Regions from separate parts of the Drosophila melanogaster genome. Here region 1 is linked to region 2. A link is a contact called in public Hi-C data. All regions are on one chromosome and are shown on one strand. Each heading gives the region's core, a stretch centred on a gene start, on an enhancer-like site or on the middle of the called end of the contact. The rest is flanking DNA. Distances are from core to core; before and after follow the strand shown. Region 1 holds the start of Usp30 (Ubiquitin specific protease 30). Region 2 holds the start of CG42699.

Evidence for each region. Hi-C and Micro-C count contacts between places; a contact is called where the count stands out from the background.
Region 1: a contact with region 2 is called in a Hi-C map of the Kc167 cell line, with 5 times the contacts expected there. The contact joins the promoter of Usp30 here to the promoter of CG42699 in region 2. A contact is called at or near these places in 1 of 1 datasets of contacts at CTCF or cohesin (the Kc167 cell line), 45 of 107 Hi-C or Micro-C datasets (the Clone 8 cell line, the D17-c3 cell line, the Kc167 cell line and 17 more) and 3 of 6 datasets of contacts at active chromatin or transcription factors (all in the Kc167 cell line).

The regions. Positions count from the first base shown.
Region 1 is chrX:5,877,648-5,881,206 of dm6, forward strand. Usp30 (Ubiquitin specific protease 30) reads right to left here and starts at 2,140. Exons shown (of 4, transcript NM_132046.3): 1 at 1,730-2,140; 2 at 399-1,675; 3 at 1-158. The coding sequence starts at 1,811. It overlaps CG16721, which reads left to right and starts at 2,222. Exons shown (of 6, transcript NM_132047.3): 1 at 2,222-2,461; 2 at 3,187-3,559. The coding sequence starts at 3,406.
Region 2 is chrX:5,763,052-5,767,018 of dm6, forward strand. CG42699 reads left to right here and starts at 1,502. Exons shown (of 7, transcript NM_132035.3): 1 at 1,502-2,544. The coding sequence starts at 1,864. MAPk-Ak2 (MAP kinase activated protein-kinase-2) reads right to left here and starts at 1,152. Exons shown (of 4, transcript NM_176688.3): 1 at 1,018-1,152. It overlaps CG3097, which reads right to left. Exons shown (of 4, transcript NM_132031.3): 4 at 2,804-3,817. The coding sequence ends at 3,040.

The DNA of each region.
Region 1 (3,559 bases), core at 890-3,389, 120 kb after region 2:
TGACCGCTGTTTGCCTCCCCGGAGTGCACCACCACGGCCAGAAGCCGGTAAAGATTCTTGGGGAACATCGTGCCAAAGCCCTCGCCACCACCAACGCCATTGTTCATCGGCAGGCTGGAGGAATACAGCGACATTGTCGAGCCCCAGGGAGTGCCAGCCTGTAATCATGAGCAAAAGTGTTTGTTTTAACAATATGCTAGTTACTAAATGTAAACAGTTCTTGAATTGAATGCCACTACTCTTTGTACACCAATTAGAAAAGGAAAGACCTATATTCTATAGATATATCCTATACATATATATCCTTTAGATATATGTATTTAAATGATCATATATAAGGATAATTTTTACAGGGGAAGTTTGTTATTCTGGGGCAAACATATGCAACACACGCTCACCTGGCTATTGAGATGCGGCTGCACGAAGCTGTAGGGCGCCATGGAGAGGCTCTCGGGGAAGTGTACATAGTCCTTCCGCTTGCACACCTGTCCAGTTGGCAGCCACACCGTCCGCGCCACATGGATGCACAGGCAGGCCGGTAGTTTAGCGAACGTAACCGATTTGGTGTGCGTGGTGGTCTCGTTGCAGGAGTCACACTTGACATCGCTCAGATCCTCCGATGTGATATACTCGCTAAGCAAGTGGCCCAAACTCAAGCCAGTTCTGCGTTGCGGCGGCAGATTTAGCGTTATGCTGTCGAACTTATCGTACCGAACGGCCGACTTGGAGCCGCAGCCATTGCACACGATCTGTGCGCCCATGGCGCCCTGAAACGGATGCGCCACTTGGCTGGGCATCATGTTGGACCAGATGGACACCCGACCTGGTCCGCGATGCAGGCGCTCTAGCGATCGACAGGAGCTGGACACCCGGCGATTCAGACCCTCATCCTGCTGCTGTTGGGATTGTGGAAGTCGCGGTCGCGACGAACGCTCGCCGCCCAACATAGGCGTAGCCAAGGAATCCGGATTGCTGACGAGCGGAAAGCCAAAGGGTGTCCCTGGCGAAACGGCATCCAGAAGCACGGATCCCAGGCGATCGTTTCCGTCGCGTTCGCAAACAGAGGCAGGCGAATCCGGTGTGTGGGCCTCGGAACGCACCAATCGCTGCAAACTGGTGCTCTCATCATACTCCATGTTTAAGAAATCAGTGAGCATGGCACTGGAGGGCCGGTTCGGTTGATCCCCGATCCTCTGGCTGGCTCCCAGTCCCGCTGCCATGGAGCTAAATGATCGAAAGCCCCCTACTGGCGTTGCTGTGCCTGCCAAGCTGCTGTTATCATCGTTATCCGTGGGCAGAGCATCCGACAGACAGCCGAGGGGCTGTGGTCGTATGGCCTCCTCCTCCAGGCAGGTCAATAGCACGTGGAACAGCTCGTGGGCGTCGTGCTCCTCCTGTGGAATCACCCAGCCCAGGGCATTCAGAGCCCGGAGAACGGCTCCCGGTGAATAGGGATCGCCGCGCAGAGTGGCATGGGTGCCATTGACCACTTCCAGAGTGTTTAACATCGACGTAATTAAGCTTTTTCGATCCGGCGAGGCGTTGTTGTACAATTGCAGCCAGGCAATGAACTGGGGACAGGCGGCCATCGCCTGTAGCAGGGTGTTTAGGAAGCAGGTCAGTCCAAAGTTGTGGAGACCGGCAATTTGGCCGCGTCGTTGACGCAAACGGGAACCTGCAAATGTTTCGCTGGAGTAGGGAACTACGCCATGGAAGATCTACTACTCACCCGAAGGACCCCAGAAAACGAAGGCTCCGACTACGGCGGCTACCGTCACTCCGGCGGCCATTAGAATCTTCTCGCTCTCCATGGCTTGAGATTTCCGATGGCTGGTTTTCCGGTGCAGATCACTGCGGTACCGGGAACTCCCAATCCCGCCGCCAAAATCGCACACAGACTAACTCTAGTTAGGAATTTAGACCGAAAAAATTTTTGTGTCTCTTGATGTGTTGCAAAGCGATTCAGTTGTTAACACCACAACGTGCGGCCATTACGCAACACTGGCGCGCAATTATCGTTAAATTTGCAGAGAAAATCAAGTATTTTAAAATTCAACCGAATCGTTGTACATGTGAATGTTTCTACTATAAGCATTAAACAAACATAAGTTTGACAGCTTAAATTTGTAAACGTAGAATATATTTCCCATACTATTGTATCGTCTATCGATAGCGACGATTTGATCAACTTTCGATAGGCACCTCGAACAGCTGTGTGGAAAGGGGATTGTAATAAAGGAAAACAAAGTAGGCACAACAACCAAAGTTTTCAATCGAAACGGAAACATTCGGATATCAGTCGTCGTTCTTAATAGTTCAGATTAGAATAAAAATCCTCCTGGAGGAGCATAATTGAGTGAAAATTAACTGCAAAATTTGTCTGTGATTGTGGAAAGTGAATCAGCTGTTTGGGAAAAGTAAAACGGAATACTCTGGAACCTTCTCGTCGTTTCTTCCTATTGTAAGTATTCGGATTGGCTTTCATCTTGTTTTAATGCAGCCACTTTGCATCGTCCTTGTGTCTATTTCCCAATTTTCCAATTTTCCCCAGCTGACTTGCTGCGCAATAGGAAAAGCAACAACAACGAAACATAAATACATACACACACATACACACACTCGCATGGACCTAATCGCTTCTGTTTTTGTTGCTACTTTATTGCGCCGTTTGTTTATGTCGTCTATTCGCTGCGTGGCCGTTGTGCAATTTGCTCCCATTTTCCACATTTAATTTTGGAATCTGTGCCACGCAGCTTGCCAAATTACATATTCTAGAAAATTTGAGAATTTTCGAAAGTGTTACATTTTATTTCCATTCAAATCTTTTGCGCCTTCTCTCCTTGTCGCACATTCATACATGCAAGCAGACGCGCACTTGTTTGCTCATTTGTGTGTGTGTGCGAGTCACGTTTAACGGGTTCCTTCCGTGTGTTTGTTTACAGTGGGTATTGGCTAATACCTATTTCGAAAATAACAATTGAAACACTATTTTTGGTTGAGAAATATGCGCACACAGCAACAGGTTATTGAAAATTGGTTATGTGTTGCAATTATAAACCTAAAAATATTTTCCTGCCAACTCTTCTATATGAAAATCGATACTAATATGAGAAACCGCATCAAGGAATATGGAAGAGTAACTTGTATCTTGCGATCACTGTATCTAAGACCCCCTTTCTTTCCCAGGCGAACTGACCCCGAGCGGAGCTTTAGCGACGACCTCGAACAAAGAACAAAGAAAGCCCGAGTGCAGTTGCCAATTGCCTTGTAATAATCACCAAGCCATATATACAACTGGCTCTAACCGGTGGTAACCAAATTCGCATTTGGTCGAAACCAGTTGCTGCAGCTGCCTAACGTCGCACTTCCGCCCGTGAGGAGACAACAAAGGACTGGAATTTGAATATGGATGCCCAGGAGAATAGGAGTGAACAGTCGGGACAATCGGGCGACCACGAAGAGCACGAGGAGCGCCGGATCCGTACGGACAGCGAGAGTTCCGTGGAAAGCATGACGCGTTTCGTGCTGCCCAGCTTGGATGGTACTCCGCCGAAAATTG
Region 2 (3,967 bases), core at 252-2,751:
TTTTAATTACTGGCAATTAGTCTGCCGTGGGAATTGATAGGGGATTCCTGCACAACGTTTCCACTGCTCTTTTGGAAAGTGAATCCCTGGATAGCAATAATAAAAGTGCATCGAGAAAAATGTGTTATTTTCTTTGTTTTCGTATAATTAACCTTTTGGATCTAGAAATATAGTCAAGATCTTCAAGAAGGGTACATTGCTTTCATGGCGTGTACGAAACGAGAATAGGAATTGCTACATACATTCAGTTCTCCAGCCTTATAGATATACAGAATATGGAGATCCGAGAACCTCGAAGAGCTGCGATCTCGGCTCGATTCAAATTGCATGCAAATGAACTTACAGAGAGGCAGAAAAAAAATATCAAAAAGAAATCTGGGGGCGGAGGAAGTTGGGTGGGGTGGCTGGTTAGGTCCACAGTCGCTGCATATTTTCGTGTTTTCTTTCTTTTTCTGTGTTTTCCTGGAAAAACGGTATACAATGTTTTTCTTTCTGTTTTTTATAACGGGGGAAAACAGGAAAACGGTAGTAATTGCATATGTTGGACGCGTTATCGGTAATCGCTAATATCGATACACGGCTGTATGCTGAGTGCATTTGTGTGCGTGCTGCCGCACTGCTGATGAAATACATGGTGCATTTGGTTTTTGTTAATTTCGTGCACATTACGCAGTGGCGGAGAATAGAACTATTATTTTCTCAGTCTTCTTTAAAATTGGTTAATTAACGAGTATTTTACTGCCCACACACACACCGCACGCACACCGAAAAGGCCGCGCACACACACACACACTATCGAACGGCCATACAAATGCAAACAATGCGTCATGTTCTCCCACTGTTTAACTAGTAATTCCTAGAGTTCTCGTTTTCACTGTACACGCCAGTACATTTTTTTTATCTTGTTATCGCCTTTCGATCGTTTTCAGGTGGTCCAGTTTTTTTTTTTGGCCACGCGCAGCGATTTTATCTTATCCGCTTTTCATTCTCGCCCGGATATATATTCCGCATTATTACCTGCTCTTCAGCTGATCGTATTTACCTTTCGGATATTTACTTTAGCGTGCTATGTAACGGAACGAAAAAAAAGAACAACACGACCAGGGAATTTATTTGTAAATGCTTCGCGGTGTGACCAGGCGACACTGAATGGAAAAAGCTGTAAATACAGTGCAATGTACCAGTACAGGTATGCTAGTTAATCGATTTGCGGGTTATCGGCTTGTTCGAAAGCTAAAAATCGATTAAATTGATCGAATACAGGATAACGGTACGTTTTTGTATTAGATCTAACTGAAACTACGTTTTCCAATTAGATTTCGTATTAATTGATTCTTGTTAAAAAATAAAAAAATGAAGTTTTACTTGCGGAACAGTTATGTCTGAAATGCTTACGTTAAAATCGGTCACTGAATGACGTTACTTAATGTAACATAAACAAAACATAAAATAAAATTGTTTGACTATCGAATATTTTGTCGAGCTGCTTATCGCCGTTCGCCCATCACTACTACCGACTGTCTACAAAGTGGAGTGGGGTGTGGGTACTGCAAAAAGTGGTTAAAATGTTGTTGCCACGGCCAAACTGACGATGCGCCGCGTCCGCTGAGCCTCGTGTCCGCATCCGTGAGATCCGTGATCCCCAGGTCCGAGCTCTGGGCACCCGGAAATTCCCCAACGAGCACATAGTCCGGCTGTTTTCTGTTCGTTTTCAATTGGTTTGCATTGATAGACCAGGCAAACCAAACAAACAAACAAACACACTGAAGCATCGGGATTCTATATATATAAATAGAATAGAAACAGAAAAGTAGATAGACATCCTCACTGGCCCCATTTGATTGCGGATCACATCAGCGCGCCATGTCGCAGGTGCTTAGCCCCCACAAACAGGGCGTGTCGGAGGCGGATGCGTTGGACTACACGAACAGCAGCTCGATCATCGAGTTCCTGGCCAAAGAGCAGGACTGCGGCGGAATACTGAACGATCCGGACCCGGAGTCCATATTCCAGGAGGTGAGTCGCCTGTCCGACAGCACAGATATGCGATCCGTGGATGAATTGCTGCAGGAAGCGGAGCGCCTGATCCAACAGCAGTTGCGTCTCGGCGGTATTGTTCCAAAACTGGACGCTTCCGGGCCCCCTGCTCCGACCAAAACCCTCGGAGAAGAAGCTGCCACCGGTGGTGATGGCTCTTCCTCATCCCCGCAGTCCTCGCCGCATAGCAGCATACGGCTGAATACACGCTATACCCATCGCATCGAGCATTCGCCTGCTCCCTTGGCGCCAAAAACCGTCGCAGTCAATGGCAGAGTCCGGCCCAGATCCGGTTCCAAATCGTCGGCCTCGCCAACATCGGTGCAGACGCCGCTAGAAAGCAGCAATGGATGCGGCTTTGCCGCCTTCGTGGATAACCTGCCATCGGCGTCGGTCATTTCCGAGGAGTCCACGCCCAAGGACATGGACATGGAGAACCATACGGCGGCCATGGCAAAGCTGCAACTCCAGCAGCTTCAGGATAATACCGATGACGACGAGGATACGGTGAGTTTCAAAATTCGCCTTGCAGGTTTATATTCCACTTATTCTTATTGGCTTGTATTTGGTCATGTTCTTCTGACTGCTAGAATGAATTTCGAGTTGGTTTTCCATCAAATATATACTTTTTTTTTCGAAATATTTCCCCAATTTATGGTTAAACCACGGTGTGTTTTGTTAATTGCTGGGACATTCTCAGGGAATTGCTGTGCTATTAGTCAGCTATAAGCTGATATTCCGATCAAATAAATTCTCCAATCGACGTGTAGTAATAAATAGCGAGGATTCATTTATTGCCCGCCGTACAGGATTCAAAGGATACAGCAGCCCACCCAAAACACACACTCACTCTCAGTCACCAAATCAGACATCCAAACCAACATAAATAATCCTTCATGCACACACAGAGTTTTCACATTATACAAGGTGGAGGGGGGGTGTAAAAAAAGCGACAGAGTTTACAAATTACACCGAGACTCGGCGGCGAAGATGGGGCGGCATTCAACCGGACGAGCTGGGGCCAATAGCCTGCGCCACCGTCTCGACCACTGTCCAGCCCTCGAGAGCTGTGTCCTTGATGAAACGCGGCGGCAGGACAAATCCGTAGGCTCCACGATCCCTCAGCTCGATGGTGTACACATATTTGACACCAAGCGCGGCGCGGCTCCAGTCATCGGAGCCACCGCCTGCGATTCCCAAAACTTCATGGGTGACCGCTGCCCTGTACGAAGTGCCCGTCTTCTGGAGGATTCGCTCCGCGGCCAAACTGCTCACTCGCTGCAGGACACTGGCATCCTTGACCTTGACGGCCTTGTAGGCCCACGGATAAACAATCATCTGTCCGTAGCTGTGGAAGGTCAAATACGATTCCAGATTGTACTTCCGCTTGGCCAAAAACTCGGCCACCGCTCGCGTTTCCCGCTCCGAAGCTGGCGCGGATCCGCGGTACGTATCACTGCACGGATTCGTCGACGAGCCATAGCCATTCCAGCCGATGTCGAAGTTACGGTTGAGATCCACACCGCTGCACTGGGCGCGACGCGATGGCGAGCGATTCTTGCGCCACAGGCGATTCGTTGTTCGACTGTACTCGTAGCCATCGGGATTCATCACTGGCATTATGTACCAGGTGAGGCCGCGAATGTGCGCCGGCTGGTTCTCCCAGTCGGACATCAGCTGGTACAGGATGAAGGTCACCGTCGCGGGGCTGATCCATTCGCGGGCGTGGATGCCGCCGTCGATCCACACCTTCTTGTTCTCGCGGGGATTCTCCGAGATTCTATGGCGATATATTAAGATTTGCGTTAGATTAGAAATAGGATAATGCCTAAAACTAGGCCACACATATTTGTGTAACCAGCATGAAGTATATGAAATGATAGCATACTTCTGGGCAGATTGTGGCAGTGGGCAATTGTTATGAAGCAAT